Regions from separate parts of the Mus musculus genome. Here all the other regions are linked to region 3. The links are chromatin contacts, called in public Hi-C, Micro-C and targeted proximity ligation maps. All regions are on one chromosome and are shown on one strand. The core of a region is the stretch at or near the end of the contact, and the rest is flanking DNA. Distances in the headings are between cores, read along the strand shown. Region 1 holds the start of Lrp5 (low density lipoprotein receptor-related protein 5). Region 2 holds the start of Cd248 (CD248 antigen, endosialin). Region 3 holds the start of Kdm2a (lysine (K)-specific demethylase 2A). Region 4 holds the start of Mrpl11 (mitochondrial ribosomal protein L11). Region 5 holds the start of Slc29a2 (solute carrier family 29 (nucleoside transporters), member 2). Region 6 holds the start of Kmt5b (lysine methyltransferase 5B). Region 7 holds the start of Ppp6r3 (protein phosphatase 6, regulatory subunit 3).

Region 1 (3,483 bases), core at 935-3,434, 710 kb after region 3:
TTAAGGCTCTCCCTCTGTACCACCTCTTCCCACGTGGGCCAGCATTTCTTCCCTTTTCACAGTCTCAGCCCTGTCCAGCACTCAGGGTGCTTCCTTAATGAAAGAAAATCAGATCTTTACTTCTGTTGCTCATTTAACAAATTTTTTTTTGTTTTTGTTTTTGTTTTTGGAGACAGGGCTTCTCTGTGTAGCCCTGGCTGTCCTGGAACTCACTTTGTAGACCAGGCTGGCCTCGAACTCAGAAATCTGCCTGCCTTTGCCTCCTGAGTGCTGGGATTAAAGGCGTGAGCCACCATGCCCCGCCTAATTTTTTTTTTTTTTTTAATTGGGCACCTACTATGTGCTGGGTCCTGGCCTAGACACAGAAAACAAAACAGACAAATCTTGGCATTTCTGCTGTAATGGAAGGAAAAGAAAGCAAACATACACCCTGCTAGGTGATAGGAACTGTCAGCTAGGGCGGCTTAGAGAGTGGAGAGGCAGTATGGTTTTCAAGAACTAAGTGGGATAAGAGTCCCAGCAATGAGGCCCTCCCCCAGGCAAGACAGTGCCCATCTCTGCAAGGGGCCATTACAGTTGCAGCCCATAAGATGGAGTTGAGAAGTAACGGAGGTGTGGCTAGGCCAGGCCGTGTGAGCCCAAGGCTTCAGCTTCCTCTCTGACCGGTGGGAGGAGTGGTGAGGTCTGGCTTATTTAACAAGCTCCCTGGCTGCAGGGAGAGGAGGCCTCAGAAAAATCAAGGCTGAAAGAGGAAGGCCTTGGGGGATGGGTGAGAGTGGGGCTAGAGAAGGGGGTTGTGCTCTTGGCTCTGTGTTGAAGGTGGAGGGGGGATGGGGGTTGGGCTTGGGTGAGAAGGAACCAGCAAGGACACTAGCTGCTCTAGTCCCCAGTCCCCTGACTGCCCCTGAGACCTCCTGACTCCTCTTCCGGTCAGAGACTGGATACAGCCACCCCAGGAGACTGCTCTTCCTGAACCACTGGCCTGCTTCCGCATTGAAATCTCTGCCCTGACCCTTGGAACCCTGGTGTGGGTCCCCTCCCCCTACTAGCTGGTCCCTGGTCTTCATGTTTTCCTATTAGAAGACAAGTTTGGGGAGTCAGTTCTCTTTTCTTCTGCGATCCTAGGGTTGAACTTAGGTCAACGGGAGCCATCTTGCTGGCCAGCCTTGACCTGCCTTTTGCTCCTTCTGTTTATCAGGTCCGGTTTATGCAGCGCTGGGAGAGCTGTGCACACTAGGGAACCAAGGGCTCTATCAACTCTTTTTAAACAGGGTCTCGCAGGTAGCCCAGGCTGGCCTCAAACTCATGGCAAGCCTCCTGCCTCAATCTCCCGAGGCTGGACACCATGTCAGACTTATAAGTAAAGTCATACACACTTGAGCGCCATGTCACTTTCCCGGCTACTCACTCCTTTGTTTGGGCTCTTATTTTTGTCTCTTCCTAGCATAAACCACAGGAGGGCAGAGGCACCCTCCTGACCACCTCAGCTTCTGTCCTTCCTCTCTACCTTGCAAGGTGGACACTGCCATTAGCTTACTTTCTAAGGACATGAAATGATTTCACCTACACCTGCCTGCCCAAGGTGTGAGGTTCTAGAAAGCACTGCCGGAGAGAGAAGGCTCAGCAGTTAGAAGCACTTACTGCTCTTTTAGAGACCTGGGTTTGGTTCCCTGCAGTCACCTGGTGGCTCACACCTCTAACTCCAGTCCCAGGGGACCCCCACACCCTATTCTGGTTTCCTTCCCGCATGTGGTGCACATACATGCGTGCAAACACTCATACACATACAACAAAAAGTAAATCTAAAAGTAAAAGCCCCCAGTTCCTCCAGCAGTATCCGCTTTTGCGCCTGTTCCCGCGTGCATCCCAAGTGGGGCGGTATGTCTCTGGGCCAGGTGGCTACAGTTGTGGTGAAAGAGCCCAAAGCTGGCTTCGGAGACCTTTGGCTTCCAGCCCTGAGGCCTCCTGACTGTGTGGGTCATGCTTCCACGTGCCTCAGTTTCCTCACCTGTCAGTACAGAGACTTGGCAGGTGACCCACCTGCTTGCCCGGCCTCTCCTGTCGCGGGCCCGGAGAGACCCGCCTGCCCGGCTCCCGGGCGCCCGCAGGAGGGCGCGGCTTGGCGGGGGGCGCGGGCGGCGCGGGGGGCGGAGACCGGCTCGGCTTCCGCTCCCTCCTCCCGCGTCGTCTTGGGCCGCGGCGCCCGAGGCGGGAGCAAGAGGCGCCGGGAGCCGCGAGGATCCACCGCCGCCGCGCGCGCCATGGAGCCCGAGTGAGCGCGCGGCGCTCCCGGCCGCCGGACGACATGGAAACGGCGCCGACCCGGGCCCCTCCGCCGCCGCCGCCGCCGCTGCTGCTGCTGGTGCTGTACTGCAGCTTGGTCCCCGCCGCGGGTAAGGTGGGCGCGGGGGACAATGGCCGGGGCCGCAAGCAGCCACTTTGCAAGTTGCGGACGAGTTGGAGCGCGCTCCGGGGGACCACGCGCCGGGGGACCTCGCGCGGGCCCTTTGTCTCTCCCGCCGGGGCCCCTCCCTGGGGACCGAGCCCGCCAGGTGCGGCGCGGGCGGGCCCTCACCTGCCCAAGGCTCGGGACGCCGGGCGCGCTCAGGAGTGCGCCCACGGGCATCGCGATGGCCCGGGACAGGCCTGGCCTATCGCGAACTACTGGGAAAACTTTTCGCGAGCCTGCTTGCGGCGGCCGGCCTACCGAGCCCTGGGAAGTGCCAGAAGTTGCTAGCTAGGAAGTTCGGAGAGCCCTGCGCGGGGCGGCCTGGCCCTGGGCTGCTGTCGCTTTGACCTGCGTGGGCTGTCAGCCTTCCAAACCGACTGACACCTGCCAGGTGTCCCCGTGACCCCAGTGACCCATCTGACCGCTCGGGCCCCCAAGCGGTGGCCAGGCACCCAGCCCCGCTGACCAGTGCCCAGCCCCGAGATCGGTTGCGTGGGTGCCTTGGTGTGGGGAGGTATGGTTCTGCCTCAGTTGGACCCACCTTTAGGGAAGTGGCCCGCTCGGGAACTTTCTAACTTTTTTTTGGTGTGTCCTGAGGGGTGGAGCTGAGGTCAGGAGGACTCTCGAGAAACGAAGCAGTTGGAAACGCTACACATGTTCTTTTAATTCGGAGATTGCCATGTGGTTTTTAAAGCAAGGCTCTTGCCACCTAAATCATTGTTTTCGGGTGTTTGTGTTTTGTTTTTCTGGAGTGTGGCTGTCCAAGGGTCCGGCAGATACTCTTGAACTCCCGGGTGGTGGTGATGGCAGTTTGGGGCGGGGTAGGGGACAACCTCAGGTCCCTTTGTCTGGGCCTTATTAAGGCGAACAGCTGTCCCCCTGTGTATTTCCAGGGTAGACACTTGAGGGAGGTGGCTGGGCCTGGCTCTGTGCTCAGATTCCCTGGGCTGCAGTCTCTTCCACCTATGTTTGGGGGGAGGGGTCGAGGGGAGCTGGCTTCATCCAGTCTTGGAGCTCTCAAGCTCAGCCAGAGG
Region 2 (3,720 bases), core at 707-3,206, 670 kb before region 3:
GTTAGTGGGCCTCTGAGGGGGGAGGGGAGAAGAAGGGAAGGCTGGGGGCTGGTTGGCAGCAGGCACAGGAGTTTCATGGACAGAAGACCTGGAGTTGGTAGGAAGAGGGGGCTGGAGAGCTGAGACAGAAAGCTGGGGGGCCTGGGTTCTGATACCTGGAGCATCTGGGAGCAAAGGGTGTTGATGGGCTTTAGAAGTGGTATCCCCAGGATCAAGGTGAGGGGGGACTGGAGGCAAATAAGTGATAGTGTGGGTATCTGGAGACATAGGGGCCTGGTGGGGAGGGAAGACTTGGGGATAGTTGGTTGAGATAATGGGGGGCTGGTACGGAGGAGACCGTGCTGGGTGAGTGGCCGAGGTTATCCCAGGCTTGTGGCCAAAAGGCAGGTCTGGATAATTGGCCTTGATTTTGGGGATCTGGTGCTCAGAGAACACAGCTGGAGGTGTGGCAGGGGCCATGGCAGGTGGGTGGACAGGGCTCAGGGGTGGGCGTGTAGCTGAAATAACAGAGGTCTTGTGGGCAGAAGGTAGTGTGGGTCGAGTGGCAGAGATCACCATGGGCCGTGTGGCAGACACCACTGAGGAGTGGTAGGGGCCCCTGGGGGCACTAAGTGGGGGTGGCCAGGTAGGCTCCAGGTGCAATCTCTGAGGCTCTCCATCCTGTGGGAAGTTGGGCCTATAGGGCAGGCCAAAGTCAGGTGGATGTGTAGGTGCCAGCCATAGGATCCCCTGTTCCTCTGTCCAGGTGCCATCAAAGTCCTCCCAGGGCTCCTCTTCATCCTCCCCTTCTTCTCCATCATCCAGCAACTCATCTCTGAGATCCTGGGAAGCCTGGGCACCCATGGCTCCTGCAGGGCTACAGCTGATACCATCTGCCTCAAGCTCGTGACCCTCGCTGCAGTAACACTCAAAGCCACCAACATAGTTGACACACATCTGCTGGCACACACCAGCAATCTGGCACTCATCCGTGTCCACGCAGCGGTGTGGATCATCCTCAGCTGGCCGGAAGCCAAGGCGACAGTGGCAGCTATAGCCTTGTGGCCCTCCAGGTTCACACTGCTGCTCACAGGGGGCCTGGGCACAGGGGTCTTCACAACTGTGCCCATCTGCTGCTAGACGGAAGCCTTCACTGCAGCGGCAGGACACAGCACCGTCCACCTCTTCCACACACTCATGTTCGCAACCCCCATTGTCAGGACCACAGCCAGTCCCTGGGCACAGCGGGCCAGTCTGGGACCAGCCCACGCCACCTGAAGGCTGTTTCACGCACAGCAGAGAAGCTCCCCTGCCAGCTTGGCACTGCACAGCTGCCACGGAGCCAAAGGGCAGCCATTCGAACTCGCTGGAAACCAGGTTGAAGGGTGTGGTGTAGACAGCGGGACCGGCCTGACCCACCTCAAGCGGCAAGGCAGGGCAGGCACCCTCAAAACCAAACTGGCAGAGGTAGCCATCGACAGCCAGTGTGCACGAGCCTTCGAGCCAGCGATGCTCTCCGCTGGCCTCAAGGGCTGCACAGCGCTGGGCTGGGCAGGGTCCTTCCGTAGCCGGCTGGGCCCAGTTGGTGAAGGCGGTGTCCTGGTCTCCCGTGGTCCATATGAAGCCCCGCAGTGGGCGCTGCGGCTGGCATTGCCTAGCCTGCCGCTGCAACCCAATCCATAGCAGCCCGTTGGCCGGCCCGACCCCCACCAGGCTGTCCACACGCTGGGCCTCCTCTGGGGTCCGCGGTGTGGCCAGGTTGCCCCCCAATTCGCGGCACGCCCGCCAAGCTTCCAGGAATGTGCGGCGCCGGGGAAAGAGCGCGTAGCAGCTGCTGGGGCCGCACGCGGCTCGAGGCTCCGGCGTCCAGGGGACCTGGCCCAGTGCGGGCACCGCGGCCACCCAGGCCAGCAGCAGGCGCAGCAGCATCGCGACGCCCCCCGACTGGCCCGGCTCGGGCCTGCCGCTGCTCTTGACAGGGGGAGGGATCAAGGCCTCTGGCGGGAGGGCCGGGGGCGGGCCCGGCGGACTCACGCCTTGTAAGGAGTGGGCTGGGGCCGCTGCCAGCTCCCCTGCTAGCTCCCCGGGGGCTGCTGGAGCAGGAAGCAGTGGGGTGGGGGGGGTTCTGGGGTGAGAGGCGAAGGGCAGAGGAGGGGGGAGGTACAACTAACGGGCTACCTCAGGCGTTACAGAGCTGAGAGTCAGGGAAAAGGGAACCTGTCTGTCTGAGAAGCATCCCCAGTCAACCCTCTGAAACTTCAGCGTTGTTTGCAGCTAAGGCAGCTGGGGTGAAGCTGTCTTCCAGAGAGACTCCCGAAAGCCGGGATCTGGATTCACCAGTATCAGTATACTGGCTGCATTCTGAGCTCAACGACTTGATCGGGCCAGCCCTTTCTCATCACACATATGTGAACGACTCCTTCCAAGCCTGGCAAGAGCATCTTCTCTGACACCCTATCTAAGGCCGCCAAACCCCAGCCTCACACACGCAGCTCTCCTGACATGCTGTGTATGCCCTTAGGTGGATAAGCTAGGATGATGTGGCCTGCTAAACGGTCTCAACGATGAGGCCCCACCCATTCCTGCCTGGGCCCTGCGTGAGAATCAACTTGATAACCTCCTTGAGAACCACCTCAACCAGACACGTATTTGATGAGCCCTTCGCTCAGCCTACCTCACTCCCAAGTTTTTTTGGCTCCAGCAGGACCAGCATTAGGGGTTAGGGAGGGGGGAGGAGGCCAAGGCCTGCTCTCTCCTTACCCTGGCTCAGTCAGGGGCCCTGGGAACCTGGGCTTAGAGCGGGAGGAGGCTGCCCCCTAACAGGAAATGCCTCTCCAGGCTTCTGCTGCAGGAAGGCAGGGTGCATGACTCTGGGCTCTGTGGAGACTGAGCTCTGCTCAGGGTGAGCACGGCTGCTATGAGGGGACCTGTGCAAGACCATGTATGGGCATGGGGACACAACAGGATAGTAAGTGTGACACAGGCATCACATTGTCCTCCTTACTCCCAGGGTCCTCTTCCAGCCCTTCCTGGAGGCCTCTGGAGGTTTGCACACTGGGCCAGGCACCCAGGGTGGCCCTGGGATTCTGTGTGAAGGATTAACCCCTGCATTCTCTTTTTACCTTTATTTATTTATTTATTTATTTTTAAGAGATGGAGTTTGCTCTGTTGCCAAGGCTATTCCAAACTCCTGGATTCTAAGTAGCAGGTACTACAGTCACCCAACACCAGGTAATCCTTTTATACCCTTGGGGTTTTTTGTTTGTTTGTTTGTTTGTTTTGGTTTTCTGAGACAGGGTTTCTCTGTGTAGCCCTGGCTGTCCTGGAACTCACTCTGTAGACCAGGCTGGCCTTGAATTCAGAAATCTGCCTGCCTCTGCCTCCCGAGTGTGCCATCGTGCCCGGCTACTCTTGGTTTTTATTTCGACTTTTAAAAACATTTTTGCTTTCTGTTTATGAGTGTTTTTCCTGCATGTATGCGTGTGTACCGTGTGTGTGCCTGTTACCTTCAGAAGTCAGAAGAGGGCATCAAATTCCCTGGAACTGGAGTTACGGGTATTTTTAAACTACCGTGTGGGTGCTGGGAACCAAACTTGGGTCCTCTGCAAGAGCAAGAAGTACTCTTCGCTGCTTAGGCATCACTCCAGCCCGTTTTTTATTTATTTATTTTTCCGAGACAGGGTTTCTCTGTATAGCCTTGGCTGTCCTGGAACTCACTCTGTAGACCAGGATGGCTTCGAA
Region 3 (3,589 bases), core at 846-3,345:
AACCAATCACTTTTGTTGTGAGATGTTTCTGTTGGCAGTTGCAGAGCTGTGAACCTCTATCACAGTAATATGCACACGTTTAATCTTATATTCCCATTGTTTAGTTTTAAAACGAGTTTAGAAACACAAAGCTCTTTCTCTTGTCTACTAAAGATGTGAAAAGCAGCAGAGAATGTCTGTTAAAATCCTGTGTGCAAAACTTTTTGCTGTATTAAGTAATACTTTGGATTTAAGGAGTGTCTTTCTTTACCCCAGTTCAAACTGTGATAGCAAAAGAAAGTATCATTTTTTCCAACTGTCGGCCACTAACGTCTTCCTAAAAGACCTAGAAGGCTGTTTACGAACGTTATTATGATAGCTCTACCACGGTAGTCTTCCTCTTCCAACCCAGACTCTTCAGAATCAAGGTGAAGAGTTGGAAACCAAGGCAGGGAGAAAAAAATGTGACACCAGTCAGCAAGGGGAAAGTGCCAACCTCAAGCACTTGGATGTGTAGCGTCCAGGCCACCGTCCTTTGTGGGATTTACAATTTAAACGGGCCTCAAAGCACGAGATTGGCTGGGGAACTGCCCTGAGCGCAGTTGGGCTGCTCGCATGGCATTGCTGTTACCTCTGGCTGGGCTCCGTCGACGTCCGGAGCCCGCTTGCCCGTCGGGCGGCTGTCGAGCCGCGGGAGCCGGTTCGTCGGCAGGGCCGAGCAGCTTGGGCCGCCGCTGCCCCATCGCTGACCCTCGCGCGAAGCTGCGCACACAAACCGGAGACATTTTCTCGGCTGGGCCTCCCTCGCAAGCCGCGGCCCTGGGGTTAGGGGCGGCCCGCGCCCCTCTCCGTGGGGGGTGCCCCGACTCGCCGGGGGCGGGGTCACGTCCCACCCGGGCCGCCGAGGGCACCGGCGCTACGGAAACCTGAGCGTGGCCAACAGCAGGGGCTCCCTGGGCCACCTCCCTGGGAGCCTGCGGCCCGCAGTGGGGTGTGCTAGCTGCTGCCACCCCTGAGCCGTCGTGGATCCCACTGTCGCGCACAGCACCTGTGGACTCCCTTGTCAAGCGTCTGGAGCTGCCCTGAGGGAACAGAGCTCGGGACAGACATGCTACTGCTACCGGTTCCTGCCCCTTCGGAGCGGCGAGGAGTGGGTGAGGCGAAACCGGTTCGCTGCACGGACAGGAGCTCCCCCCGTGCTAAGGGCGGCCAGGCCCTGCAGCGGGGGGCGCAGGGGCCTACTCCGGGATGGCGAGCAGGTGGGCCTCGGCCGGCCGGCGCGTGAGGGAGGGCGCCCGGCGGGAGGGCGCTTCTTTCCGTGCACTCCCTGGGTCTGACAAGACCCGAGCACAGCACCCGGCTCTGGCCCGCTCCCATGGCATGACCCCGGGGGACCCCGCGTTGAAGCGGCCAACGGCTGCCCTGACCCAGGCCGTCTGGCCCACGTTTGTGTGACCCGTCTGACCACCCAGCAGAGGTGGCTCGAAGGGGAAGGGGAGATGCTTCCTACTGCTTGGGGCGGGGTGCTGTGTTTTGTGGGGGTCGGGGGTCACAACCCTCCCTAGAGTAGTGGGGGAGGGAGGGCGGCTGGCGCAGCTGGCCGGCGGTGGGCGGGGTCACCGGCGAAGTTGCGAGTGTGTGTGTGTGTGTGTGTGTGCGCGCGCGCGCGCGTCTGTGTGTGCGTGTGTGTCTGTGTGCGGGTGTGGGGGAGAGAGAGAGCGCGCGCGGAGGAGGCTCGCGACTGGCGCGCAGGCGCAGGCACCCGGTCGAGCCGGCGACCTGAGAGGAGGCGGGCAGGGAGCGGGGGCGGTAGGCCGGCCAGAGGGCGTGCGGGCTGACGCGAGGGGGGGAGGGCGGGGAACCGCGTCGGCGTCGCGGGGCGCGGGCGATTCGAGGCCGACGCAATCGGCGCGTGCGCGCTCCGGCGGTGTGTCCGTGGTAGAGGGGGCGGGGTGGGGTGGGGGGAGTGACGCGTGCGCGTTCACGTGTGTCCCGGAGAGCGGTAAGACGCGCAGGGAGGCTCGAAAGAGGTGGGGGTGGAGAGGCGACGGGAGGGAGGGGGTGGTGGTGAAGAGAGGGCGCCTGCGCAGTGAGGCCGGAGGAGCTGTGTGTATGTGAGAATCTGACGGGTTCAAAATGGCGGCGGCTGCTTCAGCGGATCCTCCTGTGTGAGGGAAACAACACCCCTCCCCGGCAGCGGCGGCGGCGGCGGCGGCGGGCCGCAGAGCACCTTTCCAGTTCCCGGGCCCGTCGCGGTTGTTTCCCTCCCGGGCAGTGGGCTCTTCGCGTGGAAGGGCAACGTCAGGGGGCCCATCCCCCGGAGTCCCTCCTCTGCTACTGGGGAGTAGCTGGGGGTGTACGGGGGATCGTCCCGCAGCGCGGAGCCCCGGCTCAGGGGACGACGCAAAGGCAGCCGAAGGCCCCCGGTCAGGGCGCTTCGCTGCTCCCGCCCTCTCCGCCCCCCGGGGCCGGGGCCCGCGTTCCGGGGGGCCGGGCGGCGCGGGGAGCGTCGGCCGGGCGGGTCTCAGCTGATCGGCCGCGGTTCCTGGGCTTCGGTAGCGGCTGTGGCCGGCTGAGGGTACCGAGAGGAGGGTGTTTCCCGCGGCCCGGTTGACCCGGGTCTCGGGCTGGGGCTGCTGACCGCCAGCTTGGGGGAGTAGCCGAGTGGTCTTGCTTCCCTGACGCCTCGGACGCGGAGTCTGTAAAAGCCAGAAGAGGAGGTTTGATTCAGTAACTGTTTCCTCTTTTCCGGGTCGCTCTGACCCTTCTCTGGATACTGGGTTAATACACAGAAATACCGAAGACGACGTTTGGGATTTTATTTTGTCTGTGTTTGGAATTTTACTTCTCTCTTGGACAAGAACTCAAGAACAAAATCCTCGGTGAGATTTCCCCTCCCCCCTCCCCCGCCCTGGGAAGTTTGGTTCCCGGTCTTATCTAAAGACTTAATGTAAAGTTTTTATTTCTTTGCAAGGGGTGAGCCACAGAACGCCTTTTCCCTAGGGGAGCAGTCGAGGTTTACCGCTTTGCTGTCCGGCCCTGGGGTGCAGACTGTGTCCCTCGCGACCGAGGCCGAGGAGGGCAGTGCCACGAACTGCTCTCGCAAACTATGTCATCGGGTCCTCTGAAAGGATTTTGTTAACGTGGCCGTATTATATTTACAAGAGAGAAAAAAAACATTTGTATATCCAATTAGAAGCCATTATTCTGGAGAAAGATATTTAGAAAAACGAAAACCCTTGCTTGGTGTTGTGGATTGATTGACGTGCCAACCGGCCTTTATTTAATGGATGTTTCACCCGTATCCATATATCGAGACGTTTCATTTATTATTTACTCATCTAGATTAGATGGTATTTTTGCCTCCGTTTGCAACTCTCAAATTTGTTCTGTAGTTGTCCACCTTGAGGTGGATGGTAGTTTGGGGAAGGCAGTTCCTTACTAGAAGGATATGGGACATTGGTTTGAAGTCTTTCTGTAAAACCAAATTTTTCTTGCCCTCTTTTTTTTTTTTTTTAATGAAAGTAACCTCCCCGTTTTGCTTATAATTTGTTATTACCTGTTTGAGAACTCACTGGTTTAGGGTCTGGCTTAGTTTTGTGTGTACTTC
Region 4 (3,793 bases), core at 343-2,842, 570 kb before region 3:
CAGAACAGGTGCTTATGAAATATATTCCAAACAAGATGAGGCTTCAACCCATATCCTTCTGCTAGAATCTGCTAGACATGTATGAAAATGTCACAATGAAGCTTAATATGCATAACTAACATAGGCTATAAATTAAGAAGAACAAATAAAGCCCAACCACCTCACTGTAATGGGCCTTCTCAGCTTTCCTCCCAAATGAAGAACTTACTTGGATTCCTCTCAAGATACTCACTCCTTCACCACTCGAATGCCCAGGGAACGGGCAGAGCCAATGATGGAACGGACCACAGAAGACAGGGGCACATCTTGCATGGCAAAAGCATCATCCTTAGCTTTGACACAGGCAATCTCATATACGTGCTTCAAACTCACCAGGCCTGCCACCTCTTTCCCTGGGAAGAAGGAGCAAAGAATTCTTCAAGTGCCACTACATTTCTCTGGATACATCAGACTCTCAGGTGCCCACTCTAGTCCTTACCTGTATGCCGGGCCCCCTTCTCGATCCCAGCAGCTGCCTTCAAAAAGTAAGAAACAGTGGGCTGCCCAATCTTGAGCTCAAATGTCCTGTCGGGCTTAACAGACAAAGATACATGAGAATTTCTTGGTTTTCTATCCAGTCCAAGACATTTCTAATGTCCCTTTCCTTCTCCCACCAACTTGCACACCACAAAAGACAGAAAAACAAATCTACAGCACACATCCCTGCCATTTTTATTCCTAGCCCAAATCTCCTCTGGAAGCCCCAGTGAGATGAGAGGTAAGAACCACAATATGGCAGGATCAAGCCAGTTCAGAGAAATTATGGTCTAGGCTTCTGTTTAAATGATAAGTGGAAGGTAGCAACCAAGTTAAGAGTCAGAGAAGCAACCAGAGTGACTAGTTTCAAGGGCCAAGGAAATATATGGGAGAATGGGTCTCTCTACCTTTATAAAAATTTTTGTAGGCAGGGGAATGCCTTCTTTGATGTCCTTTGTCTTCTCGTTGAACTCTTTGCAGAACTGGTTGATAGAGACACCTCGCTATAAGGAACGCATACACAAAGTTAAGTATGGGAGCTGAAGGCTTTCTACCAACCAGGAGCCCCTGTCCTTTCATCTTTGTGTGTGTGGGGGGGGGGGGCGGGGGTATGGGTGTGTGTTGTTATATTTCTTCTACTCTGGTTCTATAGCTTTGGGTGCCAGGCAATTCGTCCACAAGGTACCACTTAATCAGCAACTAGCCAACTTGGGGGTCAGAGGTGCTGAGGTCAAAAGAGGCTCCGTAAGTAATACAAGGACATAAGGCCTGAAGGTGTGAATAGTGGAGACAACGTTTATAAAGGAGACTTCCCCGGCTCCAGCGCACTCTCCCACGTCTCCCAGGCCGGGTTCCGCACACCGCACCTGACCCAAGATGGGACCTAGTGGAGGCCCAGGAATAGCTTGGCCTGCTCGCACGATGGACCGGATCACGCCGCCGGCCTCGGGCTTCTTGAGGGTCCGAGTGGCCCGGCTTAGCTTGGACATGATGTAGGATTTTAATCTTAGCTCGCCTCGGAGAAGCAAAGAACTACGCTCTGGGCGCGGCCATTTTGGGTCAGAGGTGAAGGGCCCTCGTGTTCGGCTAGGGTAAATGAGACCAAAAAAGAGCAGTCTTGTTTCAGGCATACAGCTCTCCAACTAAAGACCAATTACGGAATTTAAGAATTAATTGAACTTTGCGCTCTGAAGGCAGGACGAGAACCTATATGGTTTCAGTACACACAATCCCTCAGCGGTGCGCACAGGCATCACCTTAGACAGCCAAACAGGAGTTCGGGACTTTGAGTCTCCGCACAGCATTGTGGGTATGTAGTTCAGCGCCTTATCCTGCGCCTGCTGTTGGCCGTGTTCTGGGTTGCCATCTGCTGGACACAGTGATATCTTAGCGTTTGATATGGAGCAAGTTATGCAAAATCCCTTGAGTCTTTTGTTTCCTCATGTGGTTTTTCATGGAAGGCAATATGATTATAGACGGGAAATGAAATGGCAGACTGCTGCTCTTGCTGGCTATGAACCTGATTCATAGCTAGACAAAGAGTTAGAGCTAGGATTAGGCTACTGTTTCTGTTACCTATGAAAATCTTTGACACCGCGAATATTATAGGTACCTTTCAGAATTGTTGTGACAGCTCAGTAACACACGTTGAACCAAGAAGGCATTTACCGCTATTTATACAAAGGGAAAAGCTCTTCCCCGCGCTTTTGAAATGCTAAGTTTGTGAATTCTCATCCCAGTCAAACCTGATTTTCCACTAGCTTATTAGGCATACTTTATTGCTTCCCCGTCTTTCATTTTTTCATTGGAAGATGACTTTTTGTGTCTCAGAACTCCGCATCCCGCTCTATTCTGTCCAGGATTCCTGATTATTACTTGCGTTTTAGGGAATGGTATTTGAGCCAGGTGGTGTTTGAAGCCTTTATTATCCCTCCCTAGAGCAATCTTGTGTATCTAGGCACTTTAGGGTAGTAGCAATGGCCTTGGTAGGACTCTTTGACTCACAGACTCTTCCTGACCACACGTGGCTGCAAAGCTCCAATAACTGTAGGTTGAATGCTCCATTATTTTCTCCAACAGTTCAGGATATAAAGTTCTCTGATCCAGTCTCCAGACTGAGACTACTTCGAAGGAACTATCCACTAACTCACTGTTTGCGATCCTTCAGATTCGAGGGGAATTCTCCAGTTTCTTTTTTCTTTTTTTTTTCCTTTTCTTTTCCTTTTTAAAAAATAATTCCTCTCCAGACAACCAGGCAGCCTATTATGTAGCATACCACTTCAAATTCTATCATCTTCCTCTAAACCGCCTCTCACAAACCTCCATTTTTTTCTTTCCTCTACCATTTCCTTGTGTGTGCAATGTACGTTTTTGCGTGTGTGTGGGTGAATGTGTGTGTGGATTTGCACATGTGTACACACACGAGAAGGGCCGAGGCTGATGTTAAGATCCTCTTCCATTGCCCTTCTGAGGTGGGGTCTCTTACTCAAACTAAGAGCTTGCCAGTGGTTCATCTTGTTAACCAGCTTGCTCTGGAGTTCTTATGCTGGCCTGGAACTACAGGGATGTCACCATGCCCAGATGGCATTTACCTGGGTTTCTTAAGACCCAGCCTCTGGCCCTGACTCTTTTTCAGGAAACACTTTAATCACTGAACCATCTCCTAACCCCATCCCACCACTGTTTTTGAAAATGTTTGTAGACTTGAACTTCCCTACAACCTGCTGGCAAAGAAAGTCAGGTCCTTTGTGTAAGGATCTAAAGGCCTCATTTTTATCTCCATCTTCTGTGCCCAGTGAAATCCCTGAGCCAGTGCTGTGGTGGTGGTGGGAGCAGTATGTCGCCCTAAGAGACACCCCTGCCACAGGAGCTAACTGCTTGGTAGAAAGGGGTCTCAGCAGCTTCAAGCTCCTGAAACGTCCCTTGCATCCTCCCTGCATAACTCTGTAAGCTGGGGCAAGGACAACTGACATGCTGGGGCTCTCTGTGGTGCTATACCAAAATAGAGAATCCATCCCATCAGAGGATCTCTGTGAAAGAAAGAAGGTAGACCCCATATTGAATGACTTTCTTCTTCTTCTTTTCCTTCCCCTTCCCCTTCTCCTCCTTCTTCTTCCCCCCTCCTCCTCTCCTCTTTCTTCCTCCTCATCTTCCTCTCCCTTCTCCTCCTCCTCATCTTCTTCATCACCATCCTCTTCCTTCTTCTCTTCTTCCACATCCTCTCCTCTCCTCATCCTCTTCTTCCCCCCCCTTCTCCTACTCTCCTCCTCTTCTTCTT
Region 5 (3,522 bases), core at 813-3,312, 630 kb before region 3:
CAGCACTGCTGTTGGTCCCTGCTAACCGCCCCTGGAAGTACTGCCACACAGAGACGGTGTAGACAGTGTAAGGTCAGAAAGCACCCCCCCACACTTGTCAATTGAGCATCTTTGTTTGGTTAACATCTGTGGGGCTGTCTTTGTTTGTTTTTTTTTTTCGAGACAGGGTTTCTCTGTATAGCCCTGGCTGTCCTGGAACTCACTTTGTAGACCAGGCTGGCCTTGAACTCAGAAATCTGCCTGCCTCTGCCTCCAGAGTGCTGGGATTAAAGATGGCTAACTGCTGCGCCTGAGCCCAAGGTCTTGCTGCATCTCTGGGTTCCATCTCCTTTTCAGTGTCCTGGACCTAGCCTCCATTCCCCTGCTATAACCACCTCAACCCTTATTCATTCCATGGGTACTTATTGAACATCTACTGTATGCGAGGCCTTAGCTTGGGAACTAAGCCAATCCGTTTTCTCGGGCACACAGAGCCCAGCACTCTTATGCGTACCCTGCCTGCAAGGCAGACCTCACGGTTTAGCATCCTTCCATTCTGGTAAGCTGCAGGCTCCAGATCTTTCTCTAAATAGGATGCGCTTTGCTTCCACCCTTTGTCTGCTCAGTTCCTAATTTACAAATCTTTTCTATGAAGCAGAAGAAATTTCTTTTGAGAACCTTTATAGCTCTCTGCTTCAGGGTGGAATGGCCTGGCACGTGTCTTGTTTCATTATTAATAGCCCTGGCTCTGTGTCTCTCAGATTCAGTAGCTGATCCATCTTTGGGTATCAGGGTCCAGCACCGATGCCAGCACTCCACAGACACCTGGGAAGTTAACCCACTGAATATGTTTGAATAACCCTATTCTAAAGAAAACACAAAAGTTAGGCAGTGGTGATGCACGCCTTTAATCCCAGCACTCAGAAGGCAGAGGCAGGCAGATCTCTGAGTTCGAGGCCAGCCTGGTCTACAGAGTGAGTTCTAGGACAGCCAGGGCTACACAGAGAAACCCTGTCTCGAAAAAAACGAAAACAACAACAACAATAAAACAAAAAGGAGAAAACAAGCTATAGATTTCTGCCTTTCTATAAAAGAATGCATGCTTTGGGGAATCGGGCCTTCCTCCACATCTGTCTACAGTAGTTGCTCATTAATTATTAGTTGAATGACTGTAACTCATGTCATTGCAAAGAAAGCCAAAGGCTTGGAAAAAAGACACTTTGGAGTGACTGGCCAAAAATAACGACAAAGGGCATGGGATGGAAACTCCTTTGCTGGTCAGACTCCCTACGTGGATGGCCCTGCACCTCTGAGATCTGTACCTTCCTAAAAGTTTGCCTAGCCAGGGGAGAGGCGGTTCCCTCTATGAGGCTTGGTGCTGTCCCTGACAGGCTGAGCTGTAGTAAGTGGCCTGGTGAGGAAAGTGGCTCAGTTCAAGACGGCTGGAGGGATGTTGGTTTGTGGCCATGAGGTTGCCCAGCGGCCGCGGGTCTCACCGGGATGGCGGTAATGAAGAAGTTCCAGGGGAGAAGGGTGCCCAGTCCCAGAATGAAGAAGCTGATCCCAACCAGGTGGTAGCTGTGGGGATCAATCAGAAGGTCACCCCGAGGACGTACGCCTGGGCCGCCCTAGCCGCCCCTCAGTAGAACGGACTACAATCCCCATCACCCTGGCTCAAGCAGCTAAGGGAATCGGCTGATGGGAATTGTAGTCCCGTTCGTCTTTGAGCCCAGGAGCATCAAGACGAGCGGGAATTCAAAGGCTCGTGGCCACCTGGGCCACGGTACGCAGCACATGGGTTCCCACCTCACCTGTCCCGAGGGGCGTTTCCCCGCGCCATGGTTGCCGCAGTCCTATTGCACCAGGCCCACAGAAGGCGGCTGCACCTGCGCCTACGCAGGGCTGGGAGGCCGAAGGAGAGCGACGCTGGTCGGTGTCCAGGAATCCCAAGGTCGGAGCGCCGTAGCGGAGGGTCGGGGTTGGGTTACACTGCGGACCACGTTTTGCAGGCTCGGACCTCGGCTCCGCCTCCAGGGCGGGAACAAAGAGCCATTGCTCCCCTCCCCCGGACGCCCGCTCTCCAGACTCCGCCTCGCTGGTGGCTGTGCCTTTAGGGTATTAGGTTCCGCCTTCTAGCTTGCTTCCGCGCCTGAAGCTGTGTCTCACCGCCGTCCCTTCGCCTCGCACCCGTCTTCTCCTTAGGCACGGGTCCGGAATCTCTGGGGAAGGGATAAGGACTGCGCAGGAGGGAAGGGGTCCGGTGGTTGTTGGGCACAGTCGATCTAGCTGGGAGGTTCTTCCTCTTGGCGTGTTCTAAGGTTTGGAGCCCTCTAAGCTCTAAGCAGATTAGGAAGTAAGTCCGACCAGAAGGAAGAAGCCAGTGTCATCAATTGTCGCAGAAGGTCCCAGCGCGGTGCTCCGAGGGAGTTCCCCCAGAGGTCGAGGCACTTTTGCAAACGAAAATCCCCAACATATGTGGAAGACGGACAGATAGGCCCTCCTACGGTACCTGGGTCCAACAAGGAGGATTGAACAAAGGCTCTGGAGGGAATCGTGGCCCAGGTGACGTTCGGCCCCCTCCCCTGTAGTCGCCACTGCCACCCTCAGGAGTGCTTAAAAACCTAATTTTCACTAGGCGTGGTGGCGCACGCCTTTAATCCCAGCATTTGGGAGGCAGAGGCAGGCGGATTTCTGAGTCCGAGGCCAGTCTGGTCCACAGAGTGAGTTCCAGGATATATTCAGGACTATACAGAGAAACCCTGTCTCAAAAAAACGAAAAAAAAAAAAAAAAAAAGAAAAAGAAATATATTTATGTGGACTGGTGAGAGCGTTTGCTGCCAAGCCTGATGCCCCGAGGCCACGCCCAGGACCCATATGTTAGAAAAACTGAAGCGACTCCAGCAAATTGTTCCCTAACCTCCACACAAGCACAGTGGCACACGTGCTTCTAAGTAATAAATACAAATAAATATGAATATATAAAAGTATATATATACAAGGTTATATAAATGTGTGTCTTCTAAAGAATATAGTTTTTTAGAATGTTTTTCCTATGTATCAGCCAGACCATGCTGTTACTATCCCTGTTCTGTCCTGTTCCCGGAATCTAGCCACCAGGCTTGGCTCATCGAAGGTGGTTCCTTAGATCATGGTGGACTGCAGATGACTGTGTGGTACTGGGAACTGAACTCAGAGCCCTGTGCATGCGAGGCAAACACTCTTACCCCTGGGCTGCATCTAACCCTAGCTGGTGACGTTAGGGAAAAGACAGCAATGGATTACACTGGGAAAGACAGTTACTCTTTAAGTTTTCTTTCCAGACTTCCATTATGCCAAGAGGGACAGTCTTGAGTTCAGTTCTAACAGGTTTTCAAGGCCTCTTCATCCCCTCTGCCTTGAGCATCTCTCGACAGTTTTACCTACACACAGTTAGTCACTTGCATTTTTCGAATGCTTATTCTAATAACTATTACTGACCTGTTTCCTACTTGACAGTGATAGGAGAGTGAGTCAAAGTGGGACAGGGGGTGGGATGTTGCCCTG
Region 6 (3,956 bases), core at 1,073-3,572, 630 kb after region 3:
ATTATCTCTTTCATGCTGTGACTACTGAGCACCTGTGCCGAGGTAGACCAGCTAAATCTATGATTCAACTATGATTCAACAGGCTCACAAGAAAACCAACGTACGTGCAATGGCAAAGCCAATCTCACCAAGCATGCAAAGACTTTCAGGGAACAGAGGAATCCTGGCTTCTGTGCAGGCCAACCAGGATGCTTCTTCATAAGCCTATGCCAGCAGCAGGCTATACTCTCTTGCGGCTTTTCTAAGGATGGATGTATGCTGGGACAGGAGAAAGCCAGAGACCGGATGGCCAAAAGGCACCAGGTATGGCAACTAGCATAAGTGAGCTTGGAAGAGGGAGTACAGTGTCCGATGTCGAGAGGCTATAGACTCAGAGTCTACTGTTTGCCCATGTATGACACCTAGACATTTATTTGCACACTTTAACCCTGGACCATAGGGGCTCTTAGTGAGGGACTTGGTCAAACCCACGTCTACATTGCAAACGTGTGTCTTTGGCAATTCACTCTTAAGGCATGGACTTCACTCAAAAGTCGTCTGTGGGGGCTGGTGAGATGGCTCAGTGGGTAAGAGCACCCAACTGCTCTTCCAAAGGTCTGGAGTTCAAATCCCAGCAACCACATGGTGGCTCAAAACCATCAGAATAGAGATCTGACTCCCTCTTCTGGAGTGTCTGAAGGCTGCTACAGTGTACTTACATATAAGAAATAAATAAATCTTTAAAAAAAGTTGTCTGTGATCATTTCAGGCAAAAAGAAAAACAATAACTTCTTCATCGCCTCTGAAAGGGCTTATGTTTTGTCTACTAATTACCCAAACTGGCTGGCGTTTCTGTCAAAATAAATAAATAAATAAATAAGAACGGGGAACAGTTACAAGGAGAAGCGAGTTCCTCTAAGGAATCCATCCACTCGGCAGCCTCCCAACCCCTCAGGCCTGTGTCAGACAGTTTTAAGTCTAGAAAGCAGGTTTAAAAAACAAACAAACAAATCAAGTCAGGCAATCCATCTTGTCTGCTCCTCTGAGAGGACTGTCTCAGAGTGAGCGCCATCAGAAAGTTCAAGATGAACTTCACGTCTCCTCCTCTCCTTCTTGCACTCTGGCTGAACGAGCGGATGACAGATCGAGTGACGCCAGTGCCACTGCGTGGGGCCCGAGCGACTGCCCCCCACCCCCACCCCACCCCCGCGCGCGACAGTCTGAGCCTGGAGCAACAGGAAACGAGGCTCGGGCCAAAACAAAAACAACCGAAAGTTCGGCGAGCCGGCGCGAGCAGATTGGGCGAGACGCTTGCCGGCCGCCCATTGGAGAAGAGGAAAAACACAGTCCCCCAATCCCGAGCGGCCGAGCAGCTCCCCTCGTGCGGCCGCGACCCGGCCCTCGCCGACCGCTACCGCTCCCTTCCGGCCGCCGCCAACACTGCAGGCCGTGCTCGCTCGCCCGGCCGCCCCGGCCCCGCAGCCCCGCCCCGCGGCCCGGTTCCTGCACGCACGCACGCACGCACGTACGTCCTCCGCGGCTCACCGCCAGCACTGCCGGTCTTCCAGCACCGGGCCCGTCCAAGAGCTCCGCCACCGAGCTCCCGAAGCGCCCGGCTACACTTTTTGGTCCCTCCAGAAAAATTAATCACCAAAAAATATTTCCTCAGAAAAAAAAATTGGAGAGTAAAATCCAATATGGCGGCACGGACGTAGCACCGCCCGCTGCCTCCGCTGACGGAAGGGGGGGGGAAATAAAGGAGTCCGCGTCCGCCGAGGGGCCCCCCCAACCCTGCCGCCACGGCCACCACCGCGGCCCGCGCCAAGCCCCTGTCCCCGAGCCCTGGCTCGCAGCGCCGGGCCACCCCCGCCTCACAGTCCTCGGGCCTCACCTCCACCTCGCGCGCAGTCGCGGGATCTGAGAGGCATCCGCCGACTTCGGGGCTTCGCGTCCTGCGTTCTCGCGCAGCGCCGGGTGCCGCCTCCGGTCCCCGGGCGTCCTCACCTCATAGCCCCCGAGCCTCGCTGCCGCGCCGCAGACGCGTCGCCGCCCCCGGTGAGCCACCCGGACACCGCCCGGGCTCGGTGGAAGGACACGAAAAGGAGTCCACGACTGACGGCGGAGGGACACCACGCCGACACCGAGCGTGCGCGCACCTTTGCTCCGCGCTAGTGGCCGCGATGGCTTCGACGGAATTCTGCGGGAAGAGGCTGAGAGACACCAGAGAGAATGAAGTTCCCTGCCGCGGCACCCGACAGCGGAGGCACAAGAGTAAATCCCCCCCACCACCACCACCAAAGAAACCACGTCGTTGCCGTCGCTGAGCCTCGAGGCGGAGGGATCGCAGCGAGAGTCGTTCGAAGATCCCTCCGCCCGGCTGCCCTTTAAATCTCGGTGGAGGCGGCGTCGCCGCGCGCCCGGTGGGCGCCACCTAGTACCCCGGCCGCTTGCTGCCCCGCGGGGTTGGCCCCCGCCCCCGTCTCGTGCGCACCTGCACCTACCAGGGACAGCTCCCGAGCTGCGATTTCAGGGGGCAACTGCGAGGCGCACGGCGCTCCGGGCCCGCTGTGCCTCCGGGGTGCACTGAGGGGAGGCGGCCGGGAATGGCGAGTTTCTTTGTTGTGGGGATGGGTGTCGTTGGAAGCAGAAACACCCTTCAAGACCATGTGGGCCACCTGAACGGTACCACGCGGGAGGCGGGGAGGGAGCGTGCTTTGGGTCCCCCGTGCTGACACCGGCCGCTCCTTGAGCACCTACTGAGTGACAACCTTTCCACGACGCAGCCACTCCTCGCCCTCTTCGGGCTCAACCGGCGCAAGAAAGGCGGTTTGGTCCTCCGGGAGCTTGGGGCGGAAGATCCGGAGTGGCTTGCACCCACGCCTGGGGTATGGTGAAGCCCCACCCCTTGGATCTTGCAGTTGGATAAGGGGTGCCTCACAACAATAACGAGGGTCACATCCTTGTCCCTAACCAGACGTCGTTCCCAACGATCTGGTGTGTCCCTTTATTTGTCCCTCAGGGTAATCCCCAGAGGTCGAGAGTATTGTGGGTTCCAGTTTACACACAGGGAAATTGAGGCATGGACTAGTTGGGTGACTTTTCAACTACTCAGGGCTGGAGCCAGAGCCTCTTATACACTATTCTATGAAAAACGCAGGCTTTAAAGTGAAGCAGGTGGTTGGGACCTGAAGGAGGTGTTTGAGGTTGTCACGTATTGAAGCAAACACCTGAGTGAGGTGGAGGGTGTTATGGAAAGGTACGAAAATGTCCAGGCAATGGAAAGAAAGAATGCAACTCCAGCGACACATGAGACAGGGAGAACAGCTGAGGCCATTGCAGGAGGGCCCCAGCCTGCCTCGGTTCCCTGCAAACACCACTACCACACTGAACACTCACATACCTTAGCATAGTAGGCATTTTCTAGAGGATGGCTCAGCAGAGTCAAGCAAATACCAACTTAGCTCCCATTGCCCTTGCCTCTTTGATCTTGAGTACTTGACGACGCTTGTTATCCCCTTCCATAGATGGGAAACAGAGGCACAGAAACCTGCTAAGGACACATAGCTGGGAAGGTATATTTCTTCAAAACCAGAATTCCTGTGCTGACCTCAGCTGTGTGACCTGTATCCTCAGTCTACAGACCATCTTGGGAGTGGGCAGTGGGCATAGGAGACCAGTCACAGGAGATACAGGGCTTGACACTTCAGGTCGACTTCCTGCCCTTTCCAGTCACCTGTTGCATCGGATCTATCCTGCTGTATTCCCTTTTTGTAGACACAGCTAACAATTCCTTTGATCTTAGTTTTGTTGTGTTTTTCTAGTTTCTTAATACCGCTACCCCACAAGACTTCTATAGGACTTGGCTCCAAATATGTGCCAGAGACACTAAAGTTGCTTCTGCCACGTTTGATACCAAATGCCAAAGAGCTGAACATACACGGGACACCAGATGGTGTCCCTCCAGTGGGCACCAATGG
Region 7 (3,679 bases), core at 426-2,925, 820 kb after region 3:
TCCAACAAGGCAGGTCCTGTCTCCTCCAGTCCAAGGGCTAGGCTCTGTCATTTTCCCAGGGGATAGATGCCTAGAGGTGGCCTAGAGGAGACACTCAGGAGATAAGCTCTGTGCTCTCTGAGCTTCAGTGAAGCCTGGGCCTGGGACTGCTGGACCTACTGGAAGAGATATGCAGGCAACTGCTCCCTGTCTGAGGTGTGAGCATTGCCACTCAAGGTCTGTGTGACTCAGCTACCTCTGCTATCCAGTCTCCCATCATAGCTGGGCTCGTCCTGCCTTTGAAGCTCCAAGGCCCCACCCTGGGGTCTCTGTAACACCCTTCCCCTCCCTGCTACCAACACCCCAGGGATTTAGAGCTCTGTCCTGTCCTATGACTTACTACTTTCCCAAAAGAGTCTGTCCCTTAGCTTGATCACCTTGGTCACTTGCTTTCCAGATGGCATGGGAAGGCCTGCTTCATGAAAGACTTCCAAGACTCAGAGACTTTGTTGACTATGGTGGCCAGCTGCAGCGTGCCTGAACTTATGGTCCTGTCCACACTGAACCAGGCAGATTATTCATAGGGACCCAAGGGGAGCACCTTGGTATCTTTTCCTGTTGCTGTGATAAAATATTCTGACAACAGCAACTTTAGGGAGAAAAGGTTCATTTTGTCTCACAGGTCGAGGCCAATATGGCAGGGAAGTCAAGGGAGCAGGTGTGGGAGTCTGCCCGTCACATCACATCACATCACATCACAACCAGCCAGGAGGTAGAGAATGCTTGTGGTCAGCTCAGTTTCACCTTTTTAGACAGCCCCAGGAGAATTAAAAACCAGGATTAGCCATGACAGTGGTTAAGTGCAAGACTTGAGAGTAGGGACCCTGATGTCCAGGACCCCAGTTCTGGGGCAAGGTAAATGTGTAGTACTATACGTATAGGACACTAGCAGTTGGAAGAAATTCATGTGTAAAATTCTTCTCTGTGACAAAAGATACAGCCTGGTTTCCTTTGTATTAAGAAACCTTACATTTTGACCCCATTTTCAGGGATGCCACTCTACTTTGTCTGAAGTAATTTAATTGAAGGTCTTCGATAAAACTATGCTATGGAGAATGCGGGCATCGATCCCGCTACCTCTCACATGCTAAGCGAGCGCTCTACCATTTGAGCTAATTCCCCAGCTATAATTAACTTCCGTCGCAGGTTGTATTGTGACTCACGTCATCACCGGTTTTCCCCCCCCCCTCGTCCCCCGCGGCCGTTACCCCACCGCCTGCTGTCATTGTGTTACCCCATTGGCTTCTTCGCATCCGGAGCTACACAGCCGGGATTGGTTTGGTTCATTTGTTTTAAACTACATTGACTATGCGGATTGGTGGTCCCAAGCGTCTGTCACGCGAGGCCCCGCTGTTGCTACGGGGCAGAGGGACCCAGCCTAAGCTTCTCCCAATTTCTGACTTGTTTCTCAGACTCCGGGGTCTAGAGGTTCCGGATCCGTCAAGACCATGGGAAAAAGAATGCGCCTCTCGCGTTTGACTGACAAGACCTCAAAGCCAATCGAAGTGGAGTCGAGGGAACCGCTGGGCGGTCCAATAGGTTGTGGGGGGCGGGAGAGACAAGCCAATGATCCGTGTGAAGGGGCGGGGTCTATCCTGTGATTGGCTGCGGGGCGGCCGGAGGGAGGGCGGGGGTAACTCAAGGCCTGCTTGATACGTCCGCCATTTTGGGCGCTTCGCTGATGGTGTCGGTGAACCTTTTTCCCGCCTGAGCGCGACTAACTGCGGGTCTTGGGCGCCTCCAGGTAACTCAGGGGAGGGGGCGGTGGCGCGGAGTGTGCGGGTCGCGCGGGCAAGCGGCCGACCGATCGTGGCGGTGGTCCGGTCCCGGCGGCGTGGGGAGGGAGCGTCCCGGCCCCTTTCCCCTCCCCCCCGGAATCGGCAGCTTCGGCGGCCCGGGAGGCGGCGTCCAGTCCTGGCCAGGACCGGGCCGCCCGCTCCTGTCAGCCGGGCCGAGCGTTGGCAGTCAGCCGAGCCGACTGCGAACTTTGGACGCCGAGGTGACTCTGGGCTTGGCTCGGCGGGAGCCCAGGCGAGGCGAGGCGCGCCCCGAGCCAAGTCGGGGGTCCTGGGCGAGCTCCCCGGCTCCCGCGCCCGGGCCTTCACAGCGACTTCTCGGGATCTCCTGGAGCTTGTCAACTCGCTGGAGAGCTTCGCGAAGGCTTTTGTTGGACTCTTGTCCTCTGAGAAACAAGTTGTGTGGGTTTCTGGGCATTAGCAGAGTCATCGGAACACACAAAAACCAGTTCCGAGTCTCTCGGGGCCATCGCAGTGAATCTTCATCCTCCGCCGTTGAGTCTCTCTTTTATACAGACGCGGGCATTGGAGATTCCCTGGTGTTTTGGAGCTGAAGTGAGGAGTTACCCTTCTTGTGGCTTCAAGCACCTCGCTTTTAAAGCTCGGCTCACTGTTAACTTGGAGGTCTTTTTCTCCCCAGTCCCGTTGTCTTTCATTAGAACTTGGACTTGAAGTTGTAGGTGGGACAGAATGAGTGGTCTCGGTAGCTCTGTGTCTGTACTTCTCCACCGCATGTCCTACTGTCATTTGCCGCCTACCTGCTGTGGTCTCTTTAGAATGGGCCAGAGCTTTGTTTATGTTTTGCTTTGGCTTGGGGGAGGGGACACTTAGAAGGTTTCCTTGCATCAGAGCACTTGTTAATATGGATACTGTTTCATTTTCTTAAGTCAAGTTTACTTTGGTTTTTGCCCTCAAGGTCATGTTGCAGTTGACACAGCCCGTAAGAAAGGAACTTAAGATCTCCTTCCACTAAAATGTTCCTTGAAATTGCAAGGTGCAAGATCCCTGTTGCCAGTGGTGTTTGAGCTTTCTTATGGGCCACCTGAAAATTACATCTTCCTTTGTCACTTTCTAGTCCTGTGACCTTGGGCGAATTAGTCCTCTTTGCTGCCCCTGTAACCCATGAAAATAAGTTTGTTTCATAAGTTTATCTCATGTTAGGTCCCAATTTTATCTAACATGTTCATATTAGACTGTAACTGAGTATATATGTAAATATGTTAGCACAAAGCAGCTAGAATCGTGCTTTGTGAATAGAATCAGCTCAGTGGTGACCATACCTCTCAAATTCAACTTGATCTTGATGATTTTGTTTGTTTTTGAGGCAGGGTCTCACTATGTGGTGGGAAGATCTTTACTGCTTCTGCCTTTAATAATGGGATTAATAAAGTCATGCACCACTGCACCGGACTCATTATTTAGTTATTTTTTGAGATGATAGTAGTTTAGAATGTTCTTGACTTTCCTTTTCAGCTAAGGCTGCCTCAAATTCTTGATCTTGCTGCCTCTACCTGACAAGCATTATGAATAGAGGTGTGTACCACCACACCTAGTTCAAAATTAACTTTTAAGTGTTTAGGTACAATTAGGAAAGCCATGTGTTTAAGGATCAGCTGGGCTAAAAAAAATTACTGGAAGTTATTTTAATTTTTCCATGAGATGTTGAAAATCTATTAAATCACTTGAAAGCGTTTTGTCTAAACCAGTACTTATGCATAGAAAACACCTTCAGGATCTTAAACAGCACCCCTCCTCTGCTGCTTCTAGGCACTGCTTCTGTGTAGTTGCCCCAAATCATAATATGAGGATTTCTTAGATTTTCCTGGTTGTTATTGCAATTGAAA

The links. Hi-C and Micro-C count contacts between places; a contact is called where the count stands out from the background.
Region 1: a targeted proximity ligation map of pancreatic cancer cells shows a contact between it and region 3. A contact is called at or near these places in 1 of 39 promoter capture datasets (pre-B cells) and 2 of 130 datasets of targeted methods (large pre-B cells and pancreatic cancer cells).
Region 2: a targeted proximity ligation map of pancreatic cancer cells shows a contact between it and region 3. A contact is called at or near these places in 1 of 39 promoter capture datasets (cranial neural crest), 1 of 484 Hi-C or Micro-C datasets (embryonic stem cells) and 1 of 130 datasets of targeted methods (pancreatic cancer cells).
Region 4: a contact with region 3 is called in a Micro-C map of embryonic stem cells, with 2.8 times the contacts expected there. A contact is called at or near these places in 2 of 39 promoter capture datasets (cranial neural crest and frontonasal cranial neural crest), 1 of 484 Hi-C or Micro-C datasets (embryonic stem cells), 1 of 130 datasets of targeted methods (large pre-B cells) and 1 of 9 other capture datasets (embryonic stem cells).
Region 5: a contact with region 3 is called in a targeted proximity ligation map of embryonic stem cells, with 8 read pairs. A contact is called at or near these places in 6 of 130 datasets of targeted methods (the NIH/3T3 cell line, astrocytes, bone marrow-derived macrophages and 3 more).
Region 6: a Hi-C map of regulatory T cells shows a contact between it and region 3, with 4 times the contacts expected there. A contact is called at or near these places in 1 of 39 promoter capture datasets (pre-B cells), 4 of 484 Hi-C or Micro-C datasets (CD4 T cells, CD8 T cells, embryonic stem cells and 1 more), 2 of 130 datasets of targeted methods (memory CD8 T cells and pancreatic cancer cells) and 1 of 9 other capture datasets (liver).
Region 7: a contact with region 3 is called in a targeted proximity ligation map of pancreatic cancer cells. A contact is called at or near these places in 2 of 130 datasets of targeted methods (microglia and pancreatic cancer cells).

The regions. Positions count from the first base shown.
Region 1 is chr19:3,685,265-3,688,747 of GRCm38.p6, reverse strand. It overlaps Lrp5 (low density lipoprotein receptor-related protein 5), which reads left to right and starts at 2,184. Exons shown (of 23, transcript NM_008513.3): 1 at 2,184-2,393. The coding sequence starts at 2,306. It overlaps Gm36672 (a long non-coding RNA gene), which reads right to left and starts at 2,198. Exons shown (of 4, transcript XR_388279.4): 1 at 2,009-2,198; 2 at 1-93.
Region 2 is chr19:5,066,314-5,070,033 of GRCm38.p6, reverse strand. Cd248 (CD248 antigen, endosialin) reads right to left here and starts at 1,956. Exons shown (of 1, transcript NM_054042.2): 1 at 1-1,956. The coding sequence starts at 1,908.
Region 3 is chr19:4,395,583-4,399,171 of GRCm38.p6, reverse strand. Kdm2a (lysine (K)-specific demethylase 2A) reads left to right here and starts at 2,095. Exons shown (of 21, transcript NM_001001984.2): 1 at 2,095-2,861. 9430078G10Rik (transcription initiation factor TFIID subunit 4) reads right to left here and starts at 3,288. Exons shown (of 3, transcript XM_030251152.1): 1 at 3,279-3,288; 2 at 1,722-2,842; 3 at 531-1,061. The coding sequence starts at 3,288. The coding sequence ends at 531.
Region 4 is chr19:4,960,105-4,963,897 of GRCm38.p6, reverse strand. Mrpl11 (mitochondrial ribosomal protein L11) reads right to left here and starts at 1,592. Exons shown (of 5, transcript NM_025553.4): 1 at 1,383-1,592; 2 at 924-1,019; 3 at 479-572; 4 at 233-392. The coding sequence starts at 1,505.
Region 5 is chr19:5,022,546-5,026,067 of GRCm38.p6, reverse strand. Slc29a2 (solute carrier family 29 (nucleoside transporters), member 2) reads right to left here and starts at 2,062. Exons shown (of 12, transcript NM_007854.3): 1 at 1,791-2,062; 2 at 1,476-1,557; 3 at 1-40. The coding sequence starts at 1,819.
Region 6 is chr19:3,766,255-3,770,210 of GRCm38.p6, reverse strand. Kmt5b (lysine methyltransferase 5B) reads right to left here and starts at 2,322. Exons shown (of 11, transcript NM_001379678.1): 1 at 1,871-2,322.
Region 7 is chr19:3,573,745-3,577,423 of GRCm38.p6, reverse strand. It overlaps Ppp6r3 (protein phosphatase 6, regulatory subunit 3), which reads left to right and starts at 1,675. Exons shown (of 24, transcript NM_028999.1): 1 at 1,675-1,783. n-TAagc9 (a tRNA gene) reads right to left here and starts at 1,161; the gene lies at 1,089-1,161.